Linked DNA regions of Mus musculus: region 2 is linked to region 1. Evidence: chromatin contacts called from public promoter capture Hi-C data. All regions are on one chromosome and are shown on one strand. Each heading gives the region's core, a stretch centred on a gene start, on an enhancer-like site or on the middle of the called end of the contact. The rest is flanking DNA. Distances are from core to core; before and after follow the strand shown. Region 1 holds the start of Ifi205 (interferon activated gene 205). Region 2 holds the start of Ifi214 (interferon activated gene 214).

Region 1 (2,565 bases), core at 21-2,520:
CTCCATTAATATAGCTAAGGACCATCCAAGAAATTATCATAAAACCTGGAGGCTCACTGCTTAGTAGTGAAAGATTTCAAACCAAGAAAAGTGAAACCATTTTAATTATATAATTACCAAATTATAACAGATTTTAGTTTTATAACTACATTACTCCCATGACAGTAAATAGTACTATGTAGTAAAATACAAAATTAATCATAGACATTTAACAGGGACATGGTAGTGGATGTTTATGATTCAAGGGCTGCAGAGGCAGAGGCAGAGGCAGAGGCAGAGGCAGAGAGTATAAGTTTGAGACTGGCCTCAGCTATGCACCACTTTCCAGGCAAACCAGGATTCAATAATGAAATTATTTTTCAAACAACAATAATAATAACAAGCAATAACATAAATTTAAACAAATACGACACTGAGTAATCATGACTATGGTTTCAAATTTATGCATATCTCAACTACTGAAAATTTAAGCAAAGCACGATAAAAAATTTGAAACATTTGAGAAAAAAATAGTAACAGTGAACAAGTTTAACTTTAGCCCACTAGAGTTCACCTCCAGAGTGGAATGAAGAACAGAGTATGGCAAATATTGTCTCTAACATCTCATACATAAGGGAGCTAGGAGGAGAGCTAAACATAAAAATGTCAAGACACTCTATTTAAATAACTTTATTCACAAAACTGGAACATTTTCTTCTATAGGATAATGAGTTTTCATGTTTTGTATAAATCTCAGTTTTGTATATTCACAAAACTAGATACTATATTCATGTTGAAGTGTGGTTTTCATTTAACATTATTTTAGTTATCATTTTTCTCATTTCTGTCTGGTCTTTTACACAGTCATTCACCACAAACACCTTGCTCCCATGCCTTCTCTAGTGAAGATAGTTGAAGACCAGTGTTAAACACTAACTCATGAAAAGTTATGGGAATAGGGATGGCATCTTTATTCTGTCATCTGCCATCTTCCTAGTGAAGCATCAGAAACCAGCTACAGCAGGTTCAAGGCTGTGAGTGCAGCTGGTACTAGCCCTGGCTACCGCCCCCCCCCCAACTCCAATACTGATTTTTTTCTATGTTCCTTTATATTCCACAGATAGATATGATCATATATTTAAGAAACAGACAGGACTCACCTCCCTGGAATTTCGGCAGCAATGTACAGGTGCTGAGATCTTCAACAACAGAAGTGGCCTGCTTGGTTTGAGTAGGTAGGCAGATAATTCAGTAACTGAGAAAGTGAAAAATGGGGTATAAATGAAGACACCAGTGGTTAGGACACTCTCAGAGTTGTTTCACTTCTTGAGCAGCACTGGGTGTCTCTCACTGTGCTGTCTCCCTCGGGTGAGGAGTGCTGAAATAGCCAGGCCTCCTCCCAGTTTTGTTCATAGCTTTCAATTTCCCTGGCCTGGGAAACCTCTTAGCTTCCCTTAAACACTGTGGTCACTATGGGAAAAAAAAATCACAGCTTAGTCAGGCTCACATTCTTTTCTGTTGAATCTCACTAAATAAGAAAGTCCTAACCTTTTGACTTTTGTAGCAGTCATATATACACTGGCCACCAGACACAAAACTCACATACATGGTGTACCCAGATCAAGGTGTTAAAACTCCCTGACCAAGGTTCTTCTGCTCTACTTAGATAGGAGTCATGGACCGCTGAGTCGGAGTTTTTATTGCAATAAAGTACTCAAGGCCTAGGAAATAGTCTAACACATCCAGGATTTACAAGCACCAAACCCTTCAGAAGTTAGAGAGGTTTTGGATTGGAGATTTATGGTTCTGGGATTTAACCACAACTGCCAGCTCAGAATTTGGGAGTTTATAATCAACTTCTGGAAGCAGCAGGTGAAAGATAGTAACAAACAGGAAGTGCCTTTGTGATTCTGGGACCTTGAGAGTGGCTGGTGTCATATCTCATTGACTGAGGTGCTAGAATTCTTGGCCCTTAAGGACTGGTAGCTGTTCGGTATGCACCTGGAAGTCAGTCAACAGTATCTCAGGCTTCAGCTCTTCATAGCCCTGCTTGTCTTTATCCCTGACACCTCTATGCCACTTCCACCACTCTATTTTCTCTCTCTCTTTTTTAAATTATTCTTTTATTTTACACTTCAGATTTTATTCCCCTCCTGGTCTACCCTCTTATTATTTTACATCCCATACCTCCTCACTGCTCCCCTGACTCCATGAGGATGTCCCCTCCAACCCCAACCCCACCAGATCTCTAAACTCCCTGGGTACTCCAGTCACTTGTGGGTTAGGTACATCATCTCTGACTGAAACCAGTCCTGGCAGTCCCCTGCTGTATGTGTGTTGGGGGCCTCCTATCAGCTGGTGTATGCTGCCTGGCTGGTGGTCCAGTGTCTGAGAGATCTCGGGGGGGTTAGGTTAATTGAAACTGCTGGTCCTCCTACAGGGTCACCCTCCTCCTCATCTTCTTCCAGCTTTTCCCTAATTCAACCTCAGGGGTCAGCAGATTCTGTTCATTGGCTGCCTACCAATATCTGCATCTGACTAGCTGCTTGTTGAGTCTTTCAGAGGGCAGTCATGATAAGTCCCTTT
Region 2 (2,565 bases), core at 37-2,536, 500 kb before region 1:
GGCAGGCAGGCAGGAGTGGATGGGTGTGTGAGGGAGTACCCTCATAGAGGCAGAGGAAGAGGGGATGAGATAGTAGGTTTGAAGAGGGGAAACTGGGAAGGTGGATAACATTTGAAATGTAATAAAATAAAATAAAAATAAAAATAAATAAAAAAGAAGTACATCTCTTGATTGTTAAAAATAAGTAAAATCTTTTGCAGTGATTTAGAAAGTTTAGCTACAATAATTAATAAACTTAGCGAGCCTGGTCTAATGTTCACAGAACTTTGAAATCAATTAAGAGCTTCTATCCAAGTCCTCTGCTGTGGTACACGTATTCTTCAAACTGTTCTATAAATGGGCAAGATACATGTGTTCTAATTAACTTTCCATCACTCTATTACACTTCACCATTAGAGAACCAAAAGGAAAACAAAATGGCCAAAAACAACTTTCGTGATGGTAGAAATTACCAATAATGGAAATACCACCTTTAGAAAGGTGTGAAGAAGAGAACAAACAGAATGTGTTTGGGAAATGGTTAAACCATTGTGTGTTTATATATTATGATCCTGAGAAACTTCCTAGTGATAGGATACTAGAAAATTCATTTCATGTCCAGAGGCAGTTTTTATTCACAATAATTTTTCATGTCACTATCTTGGCTTTTTCCCACTCACCCACAGATCCCAGATAACCATGAACTCCCTATCCGAGCTAATTATAGCCTTCACATTATCCACTTATTCAGATTTATACTTAGAAAGTTCATTAAACAATCTAAAATATGCAAAATGTTTTATTCTTAGCTCATTCCTCTGTGGTGGAGGACTAAAGATGTCTGCCATCTTTTTGAGTGACTGACCCTAATCCGGCTGCTGTGGGCTCACTGCTGAGTGCAGCAGGCACCAGATCAGCACTGCCTCCTCCACAAGAACCAGCAAAGGTCTTTTCACTGTCCTTGTTGTTTTTACAGATGTAGCCAATATCTACCATATCTACAGAAAACAGGTAGAACTCACCTTGCTGGATGTTTCTCTAAGGATGTAAAGCTGAGATCTTCTACAGGGCAGGACTAGAGGCTTCTCCACTCCTCTTCCTCCTCTTCTCTTTTGTCCTTCTTCTTCTTAAAGTTTGTTGGGGACTGGGAGGAGTTGGTGTGTGTGTGTGTGTGTGTGTGTGTGTGTGTGTGTGTGTGTGTGTGTGTGAAGAAGATAAACCAATAAATCTCTTGGGAACTGGAAAATGTAATCTACAGAAATTCTCAGGTTAGACTCACTCCATGGACTGAGGCTTGCTGAATGTCTCAGCTGGGTGTTGTTTTGTGGGCAGAAGAGCTAAGAAATAGCAAGTTCTCCTCCCAGCAGAGTGCATCGCTTTCGATTTCCTCAGAGACTGAAACTCGACAGTTTTTTCCTGTATACCTTTTAGTCACCATAAGAAAGTCAGAGACAGTTACACTCCATTGATATGTTTTGCTTTTCTTACAAATCTTACAGGTACAAGAACCAAATATAAAAGCTCTGTATCCAACAAACTCACAAGGGAGTCACCAGGAATGTGCTCTCTTTTAAATAAAGATGAATCCCCAAAAGGCAAAGCTAAGTCACCAGGTCTCTTTCTTTCCTGCTCAGGATGCAGATGGCAGCAGGAGAAATTGGCAATTGCTAGCTGCTCTTGAATGAATTTCAAAAAAGAAAAAATAATCTGAGATGAAATTGCTTTTGGTTTAAACACTTCACTCCTTTGTTAGTTCCCTGGACTTTCCAGAGTACCAATGTTGTTAGAAACATAGGACTCCAACCTCACGTAAGCAGAAAGGATTTTGGCTTTAGCTTTCCTCTTTTCTGTTACTACTACTACTACTACTACTACTACTACTACTACTACTACTACTACTATTGTTAATTTATTTACTTTTAAAGACAGAGTCTCACTGTGTAGTCTTGGCTGGCCAGGAACTCTCTCTGTAGACCAGGCTCAGTTTAGGTTTAAATCTTTTACCCGGCTTTGGAAAGTAGTATTCTTTAACTGGTGATTGCCTTAGTTAAGAACTTTTAAAAACATGCCATCCTTTCATGTTTCCATCATTGGGAATTGCATTACCTTGAAGTATTTCTGAAACAATGTAGATGACTAGAAACTATGGATTTGCTGACTAGGTGCCATTTTCACTAGTTTCTTAGACTACATAAAATACTAATTAATCTCAAAAAGGAGAGAAGGGGAAGGAAAGCCAGAGAAGCTTTTCTTGGGAGAGCTAAGCCACTGGACCTGTGCTGTGTCTCCACCATTGATTCTGATTGCAGTCCTTTATTCATGGTGGATGGAGGTTGGAAAATACCATCTTTATCTTTCTTTTGTTTGGCCAATGTAGTTTTTCCTTTTCCTTTCTTCATCTTTTGAACTGATGTAGTAAAGAAAGGCCAGGGGAAGTTGATCCTACTGTTTCCGCTCAGTTCCTGCTTATGTCTCAGTGGATTTGCCTATCCCTGCTGCAGAAGCCCAACATAGCCACAAGGTAGCCAAAGGTACCAAGCTGGGACAAGCACTGTGGACAGTCTTTGTATGGATCATTCCAAATTA

What was found. Promoter capture Hi-C pulls out the DNA fragments that hold promoters and counts their contacts.
Region 2: a contact with region 1 is called in a promoter capture Hi-C map of hematopoietic stem and progenitor cells, with 8 times the contacts expected there. The contact joins the promoter of Ifi214 here to the promoter of Ifi205 in region 1. A contact is called at or near these places in 4 of 39 promoter capture datasets (the 3T3-L1 cell line, 3T3-L1-derived adipocytes, the C10 cell line and 1 more) and 1 of 9 other capture datasets (liver).

Annotation. Positions count from the first base shown.
Region 1 is chr1:174,030,485-174,033,049 of GRCm38.p6, forward strand. Ifi205 (interferon activated gene 205) reads right to left here and starts at 1,271. Exons shown (of 7, transcript NM_172648.3): 1 at 1,140-1,271.
Region 2 is chr1:173,534,671-173,537,235 of GRCm38.p6, forward strand. Ifi214 (interferon activated gene 214) reads right to left here and starts at 1,287. Exons shown (of 5, transcript NM_001024721.2): 1 at 1,002-1,287.